Regions from separate parts of the Sus scrofa genome. Here region 1 is linked to region 2. The links are chromatin contacts, called in public HiChIP or PLAC-seq maps. All regions are on one chromosome and are shown on one strand. Each heading gives the region's core, a stretch centred on a gene start, on an enhancer-like site or on the middle of the called end of the contact. The rest is flanking DNA. Distances are from core to core; before and after follow the strand shown. Region 1 has its middle 360 kb from the start of MTX2. Region 2 holds the start of HOXD8 (homeobox protein Hox-D8).

The links. HiChIP or PLAC-seq counts read pairs in DNA pulled down with a chosen protein or histone mark.
Region 1: an H3K27ac HiChIP or PLAC-seq map of skeletal muscle shows a contact between it and region 2, with 4 times the contacts expected there. The contact joins the enhancer-like site here to the promoter of HOXD8 in region 2. A contact is called at or near these places in 27 of 47 Hi-C or Micro-C datasets (adipocytes, adipose tissue, alveolar macrophages and 16 more) and 1 of 2 datasets of contacts at active chromatin or transcription factors (skeletal muscle).

What each region holds. Positions count from the first base shown.
Region 1 is chr15:82,422,576-82,429,193 of Sscrofa11.1, reverse strand. No RefSeq gene overlaps it. Among named protein-coding and RNA genes, the nearest start is that of MTX2, 360 kb to the right of the region's middle. Within about 2 kb of position 2,228, at least 33 of the 83 cell types and tissues checked have an H3K27ac peak or open chromatin away from gene starts, as enhancers often do. A contact at or near this core is called in adipose tissue, fetal liver, fetal skeletal muscle and 4 more, where this site is marked.
Region 2 is chr15:81,925,752-81,932,385 of Sscrofa11.1, reverse strand. It overlaps HOXD8 (homeobox protein Hox-D8), which reads right to left and starts at 1,463. Exons shown (of 3, transcript XM_021076351.1): 1 at 1,298-1,463; 2 at 174-321. The coding sequence starts at 198. HOXD9 (homeobox protein Hox-D9) reads right to left here. Exons shown (of 4, transcript XM_013984297.2): 4 at 6,110-6,634.

The sequences.
Region 1 (6,618 bases), core at 979-3,478, 500 kb before region 2:
TTCAGCTACATTACAGAAATCATTTAAACAAGAGGGGTCAGAAAAAAGAAAAACTGCCTCATTTGCAAATGGAAAACTCTGTAAAAAGAGAAAAAAAAAGGGCTGCCCAAATAGTCTCAGGACATGAATTTTTCTTAAGGGATGGGTACTAGCCTCCAGACGCTCCTTTCAGAACCTAGAGCATCCTGTGCACACAGTAGACTACTAGAGCAGGCACTAAGTTTTGCCCGCGATTAGCACATGACATACAAAAGAACCAAATTGCTCCCTTGAAGTTGAAATCAAAGAGCTCTTGCGGGCAGCCTTAGGAACATCAGAACCCAAGCACACACACGTGTGGTGTGGAGGCAATCCAGAGAGAGGGGCACGCTTCCCAGGGCTTGTTTCAAACAACCACAGAGGACCAAATCCAAATGTGATGTGTTGGAACATGAGACACACGCGCGTGCGGGGATGCCCACGTGCGCACGCGCGCACACACACTTGTGAAAAATACTGCCAAAGTCCCTCAAAGCCAAAGTTTAGAAGAACACGTGCTCTGGATACAGCAACAGTCCTTTCAAAATCACTCCATTTACGGTTCCATTCCTCATCTCTTTGATCACTTTGGCACACGACTTAGGAAATAACAGAGAAAGAGAAATATGAAGCTGGAGACAGAAAATTTGATTATAAAACAAAGCCACCCACCTTGCTTTCAGGGTCAGGAAGTGCAATGGCCTTCTTTTGCAGCAAGAATGAACTTAACACCAGTGTGTTAAATGATCATATATCTATTTAAAAGAGAAGGAAATAGTTCTAAAAAAAAAAAAAAGAAAGAAAAGAAAAAGCTGCAATATCTGTCCTCAGGAAGTCTTAGCCAAAAAAATCAAAATAAAATAAAAGCAGCATACTGTGGTTCTTTGGTACAAGGCAGAAAGCAGAGTCCTCAAGTCACTATTCCCCTGTTTTGAGAAACAAAACAAAAAGCAACAGCAAAAGGTGCAGTTTGGCAGGAGGGGGGCAGTTCCTTAAAACGTATGGAGTCCTCCTGGGCCCCTCCCCATGCCTTCTCTCGGGCGTGGACTGGAGAAGTCGCACCGATCGACACCAGTGTCACCATCGGCTGCTTAAATGCCACAAAAGTACACTTAGAAATGAGAAGAAAGTGACTGACACGGATATGCTGAGCCAGCCCCACTGCCACTAGAACAGCCTTAAATGCCCACACAAGGAGAATAAAAAGAAAAGCACATTTTGCAATAGAATAAATTCTCTCTTTTTTTTTTTAAATTGAGACCGCAGAAAGTCACATGACCCTGCCTGTAGCCTTTTAGGAAAGCAACCGAAATGGTAAAGACGGACGCGGGGGGCTGCCTCCTTCCTGCAGCCGCCTCTCAGCCCGTCCTGCCGCGTGTCCGCATTCTTCTGGGCGCATCTGTGGAGCTATTAAGTGGGATAATCCCTCTGGCCTTTGATACATTTCTGGACATGATTATTTCATTACTCGCAGTATATCAGTAGGATCATAATAAAAAGGACTTCTGACAACCTGCCAAGAGTTTTGTGGCCTTGTAAACACAAAAGTGCTCTAATAAAATTTTATTAAGTGTTAAAAAGTCATAAAAAGTGAAATAACATAAACTACAAAATTTACTGTCCTCAGCAAATGCTGAAAATATCGTCCACAGTAAAATTAAATTAGCATGTAATAGACAGAGAAGCGGTGTGGAGTGGATTTAAAAGAGGATCCAGGGAAAATGACACTGTAACCCAATCTGGGTCACGGGGATTTAATTCGGATTCTTCTCCCTAAATGTGAATAAATGTGCTGATTACAGACAAGAGCTCCGGGGTTACTGGAGTCTCACACATTGTCAATACTTTGGAAGAAATAATATATTGCGGATTGTAATGAGCTGGGGAGACCCAGCGAACGTCGCGGGGAGCAGGCGAGGGGCAGGGCGGCCACTAGGGTGCGCTGCGAGACCGGGAATCCCCGCCCGGGCGCCCCCGCCGCCGCGCCGCCTGAAGCCGCGCGTAGGTCGGGCCCTCACCCTCCTCGAACTCGAATTTATGGTTCTTTCTCCCTCCCCTCCCCCCTTTTTCCCCTTTCCCCCTCTCCTGTGACATTTTCTCCAAATCGGAAAGTGATGTGCAAGCCGAGCTTTGCCGCAGGCGACCCTCGGTCTCCGCTTTCAGACTCGAGGTCTCTGGGTGGGATGCGCTGCCTGCAGCGACGCCGACCCGAGGGACCGGATGGGGCCCCCAGCGCCGCGCCGCGGACCGGACCTCTCCGCCGGCTGAGGCGGAGGAGCGCGCGAGGCCCACGTCCGGCTCCGCCCGAGGCGGCGGGGCGCTCGGAGCTCAGCGGGCCGCCTTCCTCGCCGCGGGTTCAAGGGCATCCCGGGGGCTGGATCCCGCAGCGCTGGGAGCGAGTTCTTCCCGGCTCAGACTCCTCTCCGGAGTCCGGCGCGCCCTGCCGCTCCCGGCACCCCTTCCCTGGCCCGCCTGTCCGCGCTGGGCCGCCGGCCTCCCGCAGGGATCCAGGAGCGCCCTCGCCGGCCCCGGCCCCGGGCCCACGAGTGCGGGCTCCCCCAAGTCCTACGTGGAGGCTCCGCCTGGAAAAGAAGTCCGACTTCCTCTCCACGCTGCTCCAAGTGGAATCTGAAATCGGCAGGAAATTGCTCGAGCACCCAGCCTGCGCCTTTGCAGTCAACCCTCGCTCTGCTGAAGAGAAGCAGCTCCCACCAAAGTCTTGCCTCCCCCTCCCCCCGAATGCCCCGCGCAGGTTTGTAAAGAGGGGTGCGAGGTCTGCAAAGTATTTGTCTTCGAAGGAGAAAAATGTCGGTGCCCAATGAAAGACGGGTGCTTTTTAGCTAGAGCTTACCAGCGGGCCACGTCTGGGTTTGCGGCCCCAAATGGTGTAAACGCTGCTGTACGAGGAGTCGATATCAGGAGTGTCTTAATTAGAATTTAGTGATATAGGAAATAAATGAGCAGTGACACATTTCGTGACATCATTTTTTCCTCAAAGATGCCCAGAGTTTTAAGCTGCATTTAAGAATGACCTACATTTTGCCAGAAAGTAAATCTTTTTAAGTAAACCGCTTGCTAAAGCCCAGAGAGGTAAGTGTAAGCTACCACCCGAGATCCTTTAGTTTTCTGTTGAGGCTTGTGCGGGTGACTAGGGTGAGGATGCCTTATATTTTTAATTTTCCAGATGGCCAGAGCATTTGATGTGTACGTGGTAAGGTAATGTTCAAGGCGAATGGAAGACCCGAGGACCTTTTGATAAGTAATGTTCACTTGACACTTTAGCCTAAAATAACTGTAATTAGTTTAAAGTGGGAATTAGAGCCCCGTGTTTTAGACTTTTTTTGGTCAGAAGCTATATGGGGAAAAGTGTTTTTTAACAATTTTTAAGCAACCCCCTTTACTGTCATTTGCAAAGTATCGAATTTGAAATAGCCTGGCCTGGAACTTGGAGCTAAACAGCAAACAATTTACATGTGATTTGACATTTGCTATTTAAAGGCTTTGAGAGCTAATAACAGAATTAAAAGGAATGGATATAAATAATAAAATTTCTTGTTGACTCTCCGGAGCCTGCCTAGGGGGGAGCGACAGATGACATGGTGGTGACTTTGAGCCATTCCCTGCAGACAGCAGTTGTGAATGTGGTCGGTCAGTGTTCCTTTGAAAAATGAAGGGCAAGTAGGTTTATGGAGCAAATCTAGAAACAAATATTTAACCACACAGGATTTTCGCAAGAGTCGAGACTAAAAGTTTTGTATTTTAAATTTAACAATAAACATTTCTTCATTGATTAATGAAATTCAAAAGGAAACTTTATGCTTGTATTATTTTGTTCTGTGTTCGTACTTCAGACTGAAGTTCATCTGTCCTTCAGGAAAAAATATTTTCATAGCTATTAAAAACATCAAGACTAGTACTTTCAACTTTCTTCAGGTAGCTATAGGATTGCTGTAATTTTTAGTTTCTTAATTTTAAACAAGATTAGCACAGCCCTATTTAAGGAGTTTGGTTTATTCCAAAACTATAAGTGTGGTCTATATAAAATTGTAATATCAAAAGTTTTTGTAAAGAAACTTTTAATGAATATTAAACGTATTTTAAGGGGATTCTCTCACACTATTCCCCCTTCCAAAGAAAAATCAGAGTTTTCCATTTGATAGAAATATCATAATCAGGTATAAGAAAATGATTACCATAATAACAGGTCTGTCAAGATGGTGGATACATTTGAATGTATTTTGAAGAAAAAAGAATATTCTCAGCTCTTTATACGTTTGAAGTACTTGAAAAGGCATGGAGAAGTTTGTAAAAACATTTTATTACTGAAATATACAAGACCATTAAAATGTGCAAGTAATTAGATTCTAAGTGACTACGAAGTATTTTTTCCAACTGCTTTTTAAACTTTGAAATTTTTATGTGTACTTTAATTAATGCCTTTCTTTTAACTGTCCCAAATATTTTCTTATATTAGCTATATGATAAAAGTGTTACTGAAATAGGTTGTGTTTTACTCTCTGCATGAGCAATTTGAGAAATATTTTATTTTCATCTTCTTTTACATCGCCAGGGGATAAATTTGAACATGTGCCTTACTGGAGTAAAAAAAAAGAATCCAAGTTCACTTTTCTCTCCAAAACTTGACATTGATCCTGATCTCATAGTGTTTATGTACACAGACTGGTATTGAAATCAATTTGGACATAGTTTGTAGGGAAATTTTAAGACAGTGCAAGTTTAATATGGAAAATGTATAGAAGGATATAAAATACTTAAAAGCTGAAATTAAATCAGGAGATGTGCCATTCACTCATCTGAGTGATCATTTTAAAAGTAGTTTTGCACTCAGGAAGGGTCTCCTTATGCTCTGTATTTATGAATATCTAAATTATTCTACCCTGCAACTGAAAAACTCAATAACCAGATACTAAATTTATGTATTGTTAAGGTGACCAAGGCTGTGGATGTGAGAAGCAGATTGGCTTCATGAAAGAAAGCAAGCACTTAAAATTGTACGTTAAAATATAAACTTAATTTCAGTTTCTGACAGAAATATTGTGGCCAGCTCATCAGTTTTCCAGATCGGTTTTAAAGCAGCATGTAAAAACTACCTTTTCCACATTAGAAGTTCATATTTAAGTTTCCTTAACTGCAAAATCACTCTAAAACAGAGTGTTTTACGTTAAGGACCATTTCATGTGCTGGTCCCCATTGATTACATATGAATGTATAAAAATCTTGTTTAAAGACCAGTAAAAGTGAGGAAATTCCAAGTCAAGCTGGCTAATTCCATTCATAATTCATCCCGAGCGCGGGGACTGAGGAAACTTGCAAACAGTTTACGGCTATACATACAAAATAAGCTGTCTTGTTTTGGAAGCGGGATCAGAGTTAACTCTGACCTTCCTGCTCAAAGAGGCTTCGGTGGATACAACTAGGGAATGTAGGTTAAGCTTTTTGGTTCCCCAGGAACTTTTCGATCTCAACCCTCTTTTGGATTTTCGCTTTTTGAAAGTGTAAACAGCAAAGGACGGACAACTTTCACCCCCCGCCCCCCAGTTTCCTTCCTGTGTGCACATGTGTTCAGTAATTCCTCTGAGTGCTGGGGAACGACAGAGGCCCTGTCGTGAGAAAACAGTGTTCACATATCTCCGGCCCCTTCAGCCATCCCTGTACCCATCCCTCCTTTTATTTTGAATCAGTTGGGCAAGAATTTAGCACTTCTGCGCACATGGTTCAAACTGATAGATCCACAGCCCAAACTACTTTTGGGGACTGGCCAGAAATCCCTCTAGACTTTGCATTCTGAGCAGGGGAAAACTATTGAGTTAGCCTGGGCATCATTTGATATTGGGGAGCTCCAGGCTGTCTGTCAAACCCGAAACAATCCATCTGCTTATTTTCCAAGCCTGCGCCACAGGCTGGGGGATGTCCCTTCATTGAGGAAGATGTTAAAACATTTTCATAGAGTTACTTAGCGTTCTGAATAATTTGTAATTTTAAACCAGACTAATTTCAAGGGTGAAAACTGGCCCAGAGAGAGTCTTTACACAGTAACTTCAATCTGCCAGGAACTCAAGTGACTTTTTTAAATAAGACCTTGAAGATGTGAGTTTCTGGTGGAAACAGCTGCCATCTACGTAGAGCAGGAATCCTCAGGACCAGTTAATATCCACCAAACACGCTCCATTAAACTGGAACAAACATGATGTTGAATTCCTGGCTCCCCATTTTCCTGAATGTAGGTCATTTGCCGTCCTTACCATTTAACATTTAAAGGGATTTCCTGTCTTGGAAGTCCGGCAGTTTGTCACCTGTGTGGTAAGCCTCTTTAAAAGTTGGGGCTCCCACCCTCCCTTGAAAGACTCGGTGACTCCACGTTCTCTGGCTGAGTGTCCCCCTGCCCCGCCACTAAAGGCAATGAACCTGCAGGTGTGGGACTTTCCCTTACAAGTCGGTGCTTGCAGATCCCATATTCCAGGCCAGCACCCATGAGAAAAGCCTGGAGCCATGCACTCACCTGGGTGAGGAAATTAAAATAGATTCCAACACAGTTCAGGTATCAGTTTATGATCAGATAAGGTCATGATCAAATAGAGA
Region 2 (6,634 bases), core at 214-2,713:
TGGTTTCTACTTAAAAAAAAAAAAGTCTGTATTACTTTATGAATAAGAGTCACTGTAAGCCACACAAGAAGGAAAAGGAGAGGGAGAGGAAAGGGGAGTTTTAAAGCTAGAACGTGAGATGAAAGCAGATTTCTCCCCCTCTCCCCGCTTAAAAAAAAAAAATGCATCCCAACCTTGTGGTCTCATCCAGGGAAACATTTGAGAAGGAGACGAGCTCTGATTTAAGTGGTCTGGGTCCTCGCCAATATTACCACTGGACGATTTACAGTCAGGATATTGTACCAGCTCGGCCTCTTGCTGGGTCGTAAAAATCGGCTGTCTCTGTAAGTTATCGTATCCGTAAAACTTCGCGGGCTCCCCGTGACAGGCAATCCCGCCGCAGGGGGGAGGCGGCGGCGGCGGCGGCGGCGGCGGCGGCGGGGGGGCGGCCTGGTAGGCTGCGGCTGGGCTGCCCCCGCCGGGGTGGAAGTAGTCTTGGCCGGGGCCCGGACCGCCCCCACCACCGCAACCCGGCCTGGCGGGCGGCGGCGAAGGGTGCGGGTGCGCGTGCGCCTGCGGGGGCGCGTGCGGGAAGCCCGCGGCGCTGTTGCCATAGAGCTGCAAGGCGGCGGCGGCTGCGGCGTGGCGGCCGCCGACCTCGGGCGCGAAGTGACAGTCGTAGTAAGTGGGATTGATGGCCTCGCCTGCCGCGGCCGCCGCCGCGGCCGCCGCCTTGTACTTGGAGTACAGCGGGTTCACGAAGTACGAGCTCATCGGGGCGGCGGCGGCCGGGGGCCGAGGTAGGGCGGCCCCGGGCGGGCGGGCGGCGCCGAGCAGGCAGGGAGCGCGCCTCAGCGCGACTGCACTGCCGCGGGGGCCTCTGGGGCGGCTGCTCGCGCCGCTGGGGCCGCCGGGCTACTTTGGTGCCGCCGCCCGCCCGCCCGCCCGCGCGTCGCCTCTGAGGCCGGGCAGCCGCGGGCACTCGGCTACTGGGCGTTCATGCTCCGCTCTCGCGCCCGTCTCCTCGGCCTCGCGCCGCCTCCCTCGCGGGTCGCGGGGCCTCACCCAGCCCCCGCGTTCCACCGCCCGCCCAGCCTCTCCCGGCGCGCGCCGGCTCGGCCGCAATAAAATCGCCGACGCCCCGGGTGACCTGTCCCTCTGCCTCCACTGTTTCCTCTCAGGCACCAGGCGGCCCTGAGCGCACCGGGACAAGAAAAAAGTGCACCCGACCCACGGGGACACTCTTTGGCTTCGGTTTACAACCCCCGCTCTGGAGGGAAAAGGAAAAAAACACCCTCTGCCCGCCGCCACCTCTCACCTCGCCCCCCCTGTAGCCCCCTCCCACAGCTCTCGCCGCCGCTGCCGAGGCTTCCGCCCCGGTGCGCCCCGGCGAGGCATTTTCGCACCACGCCACTGCGCGGAGAGGGAGCGAGATGGGCGCGAGATAACCGCGCGGAGGGATCCGTGCGGAGGCGACACCGCTGTTCCCGACGGGACGCCTCACGCCGGACGGGAGATGCCTCCGCCGGCCTTAAAGGGGGCCCATAAAGCCGCACTGCCAAGGGCTCGTCTTGCCCCTCGGGGCCGAGGGAATGAGGACCGCAGCCGGCAGGGCGGGGGCGCGGCAGAGCCTTACACTTGGGGGGAGGCAGGGAGGCCACTCCCAGGAGGCTGTGGAGCAAATGACTCCCTTCCTGGGCCCCTAGAGCAGCCCCTCAGAGGTTGGCCCTGGCTTTTACGGCTCTAGACACGAGCATGCAGCCCAAGGAACATGGGCAAGTGGTGTAGATGATCCAAACCGAATATTTGAGTTAGGTCCTGTGCAAGTGGTTTGATTAAAAGCCACAAGGGTGACCCCAATACCTTGCATTATCAAATCGAATCTAAGCCCTTCTTTTCCAGCCGAGAGGGCCTTGTGGAAATGAGATGTACATTTACCCTTGACGCACTGCACGCCTGGCTGAGGCTCCCAGGTTAATTGATATTTAATGGAAATCATGCCCATGAATATAGTTTCCATCATTTCACCCTTGATAGACGTCAGCACCGGGCGCCGGGGGGAGGCTGAAGAATGTGGCGGGCGGGGGGTGAGGGGAGGCATTAGCATTGCTGAGGGAGTAAATGGAAAAACGGACAGAAATGTTCCAAGGCGGGAAGGAGGACTCATGCTGGGGTGGGTGGTATTTCCTCGGGCAGGACGCGTGGCTCCAGGGTCTCAGCCCCTGAGCCGAGCGGACCAGGGCAGGCGGTGGCCCCGGGCGGAGTACAGGGGACTGACGCCCGCAAGTCCCCCCGCAACGAGCCTCGGGCCGGCATTCGGATCGCGCCGGTTCCAAGCAGCTGCAGGCGGCGCCCATCTTCTAAAGATTCTAGTTTATCCAAGAAGTCTGTGAAGTTACTGCTGAGAGCGGGCGCTGGGCTCAGACTAAAAAGTTACTGATTTTTCTAAAAGGAAAGAGAAGGTTCATCCTGGTTTATGAGCGAGGAGGAAGAGAAACGTCCTGTGTCATATGGATAAATCAAGTGTGAATCGGCATGATATCCCTGGTTTTAGAAGCTTGCTCTGAAGTCACTTGCCATTACACCACCATTCGCCTTCTCTCCTCCACATCCTCCCTCCCCTTCCCCTCTGGCGTTAATGTCCTATATAAGTAATAGGTCTCCGTTGAGTGTGTTTTCCCTTGCCCACACTGCCTTTCTCGTAGAGTCTTTGGGTGACCCATTTCCTTGGGATAATTCACTGTTGTGAGGACTCCAGGCCCAACGGCCTGGGAACGGACCTCAGAAACACTCCCTGAGCCCACCGAGGGGCTCCCGCTGTAGCTAAAACACACCACGCCAGCTTTTCACGCCAAATGCAAATGTCTAAAACCTTCACACAGCTCCCAAAGGCACAGCAGGAGAGTGGTTTAACTACCCCTCGCTTCTTGCGGGTTGACCCAGCCTGTGAGTAAGATCTTGGGGTCAGTCCGGATAGACCGAATATCATATTTTGCAAATGGAGGAAATAAGATCGAGATGGAAAGGCATAACAATATAATGTTTAAGAATCAATTGTTTCTACAGGGATTAGTTGGAAATGATTAAGGTAAATGAATTGCTAATGAATCTCCAGGTGATAAAATCGAGCTTTACTTAATTTTTAAATTAGTAGGGAGTGCAAGGAGACTTTACTTGTGGGGGTAGTGAAGGGTAAGGGTTTTGTTGTTGTTTCCTGCCAGTTACCGCCAGGTAAACTTCCTTTAAGTCCGAAGGCGAACGAACTGATTCCAACAGTTAACGACTTGTACTCCAATCTTGCAAATACCCAATTAAAAGAGTATTATTTTCAATAAAGCCTTGGAAATAACTTTGTAATTGTGCCTTTTTATTTCACTGTTTGGCGTGTGTGTGTGTGTGTGCATGTTTAAATCGTCGTTAGTGGGTTTTGGAATGGAATGGGAGAAAAAGAAGAATGAATCCAGATCTCAATAACACAAGGCACCCTCTAGAACTTTGTGATTCCTGGGGGGGCGAAAAATAAACACAAACACTACAAATTCCATTTCTACACATTCTGGCCTAATTAAGAAAATATCATAACTTAATATTTCCTCTTGGGACAAAACACTTAGGGTTTTTTTCCCCCTTCAAACATTTTGTTTACAATCTGGGAAAGAGCGCGATTACTTCGTAAATAAAGATGTATGCTTTTGCACGTTTCTATTTTGATACAGTGCATTAACATAACATTTTATAGTTTCAGCTGTGCCGTAGTCCACATTTTCTGAAATCCTGACTAAGCCAAAATTTTATACATAACAAACACTTCTAGAGAACTTAATAGTGCACATTGCTTCTTTTTGCTTAAATTTATCCTAATTTGGAATTTAAAATGAGATTGTATCTTTAATCAAAACCTTCTTCCGCTGCAACACCAGCTTTACGATCACAAAGTGGAGCAACGGCGCTCTCTAGTGGCAAAAGGACACCTCTAGCCGACTGAGCTTGTCTGCTCAAACCAATTCCAATCTTGTTCTTTAGTCTGACTGAGACTGGAATCGCTGACACTAATAATGCTTCATCCATTTGATTGTCGACAAGTCAACTGCAGCAAACAGGGGCTCCTGAATGCCAAAAGCATTTTTGCTCCCAAGAGCTTCTAGTAGTGTCTTTTTCAAAAGCTTCCAGCCCTTCTTTTGCCAGATACAGTAAATCCCCATTCTGTAATCGCCCACAATTATTACAATGGACTAAATCTAACAAAATCACAACTTTCTAAATATCAACTGCAACAGGACTTTTTTTCTTCAATAGAACCAGGCACTTTAAAAACTAAGAAATTATAGAAGTTAAATTTGTTAATTGTTTTCTTTAAAATGGTTACATTTAGCATTAAATGGCAAATATTCGCTATTTTAACTTTGCAATTTTATTGCTTCAGGCCCATTTCACTGGACAATGAGGGGATAGAAGGCAAATTAAAAGCTTTTTGCTGTATCTCTGAATGGTTGTCTGGAAAGGCCCCGTTGGTCTATGTTCATTGGAATGCCTATGCACAATAAATGAGATATTAAATTTATATCAAAAGTCACAGTTAAATGAAATTACTAAGCATTCCACTTGACTTTAAAAAAAAAAAAAGCAAAAACTTTAATTATTTTAGGTGTTTCCTGAGAGGTTAATCTTTTTCTCATTTTCAAAAATGCTTCCCTCCAATTCAGCTGTAATGATTATTTTCCTATAAGCAAATAGATATAATTTCTAACAGCATTTTTGCTACAAGGTTTGGAGTAAAGGGCCAGATATTTTTGTGAAAAGTCAATTAAGTAACTTCATCATTTCCGGCAGACCATGCAGCTTGAAGACACTTGGCCTAAGTAAATGACCCAAGATCACGAGCTCTCCCACCCCCAAATAACAGGCCAATTAATTTTTTTTTAAGAATGACCTAGATGGTGGCCATAGTCAAATATTATTGAGAGCCACACACTGTAGCCTAATTCTAATACCCAGCCCATTTAAAAATCAGAAATACATGGTCTCCTTCCTACGCACCCCCCACATTTTTATTTCCTAGGTGCTCACACCTCATGTGGGGCTCCCAAGCCCCTGCCTTCTTAGTTCAACACAGTCTTGTTTATATTTTATTGTCCAGATTTTAAGACCTGGTTTTGTCTGCATTTTTTCTTTCCTCCCACAAACACAAACATCAAAATGAGATGGTTTCAAAGCGAAGCGCCGGGCCTGTCGTAAACTCATTACCTCCAGACGTCTCGCCGGCTAGATGGCTTTATGACACCTTGGCTCTTCCTGTTTTCAAAGAGCCCTAGGTATCGGTTTGGCCACAGGGGCGGGGGTACACAGCACCTTCTGCCGGATCTGGGCCTTGGATTTCCCTTCCAGCCCCCCTCTGCCTTTCCTTTAAGCCCCTTCTACTATCAGGATCCCCCAAAACTCTATCATCACCCCCGCCTTCCGCGTCTCTTTGGATTGGAAAGGCTATGCTGGGCCCGAGCCCTCACTTACAATGACCTTCATTTTAGCCTCTGAATGCGGCCCTCAGAGGTCCAACCTCGGGCCTAAACACACAGAAACTGGGTGGGGTGGGAAGGGGGCAGTGGGATGGGGAAGCTGTGGAGGAGAGCCTTGACCATTTTGATCTGCTAAGGTCACTTTGCGGGGAGGGGTGGAAGCTCACAGCCTAACTGGCTCAGCCCTCCTGGAGCTAGCCAGTCTTGCAGAATGGAGGTGTTGCCCCAGAGTGCAGAATTGGCCTTTCCCTGGTTTGGAGAAGGGAGATCCATGGCTGGGACTCTGTGAGCAGAGGGAGATGGGGGTGCAAGAGGGTGCCTGGCTTCTGGAGCCTGTCCACTGGCACTGCTGTGAGGCTGACTCTGGGCCCGGGACTCTGGGTTTGCCCTAAGCACTGGAAGTAGGTTGGTGGAGGGACTGGGCCACCAAGGACCACCCCCCCAAGGTCTGTGCTTTAGGCTGGGTCTGCCCACACAAAGGGACATTCAGAGGCACATCAGAGAGACCTCTCAGGTGGAAGGGCCACAAATTTTTAGCAGTGTTTCCCTCCCAAGGGTGGGAATGAAGTCCCATGAGGGAGATATCTTGCAGAGACAGAGAAAGCAAGCACACAGTGTTCAGGGCCAGCATCTGGGCTCCATTTGATCAGGTTATCATTTATTGGTAGGAAGCGGTAACATTTACAACTGGTCCTCAGGCAGGAACCGGGAGAGCCTTACACCCGCGGCCGCCCACAGGAGCCAAGCCTCCCAGGGAGAGTGGCTTCCCCAGCACACTGAGAAGAAACCCCCAACCTACCGGAGGCCCTGGGTTCCTCTCTCATTCCAAGTCTCAGGGGAGGGTCTGTGGGCTCCCTGAGGAAAGGGCGCTTTCATAACCAGTGGGCAACACCGCCTGGGGCTCAGCCTGGGAGGGCCTCCTCACTCTCCTTGCTCTGCCTTCGCTCTTGGAAGTGGGGTGCGCTCGGCCCCTGCTTGAACAGCACTGGGGGCTAAACTACAGCACTTTTCAGAAACATGGGGAACATTTACACAGGACAGGGCTCCTCAAGCTGTCGTGCACTCACAAAATATAGCATTTCCTAAGGAACCAATGGGCAGGAAACAGGGGAGCGTGATAGGGCAAAACCCCAAAGCCACTT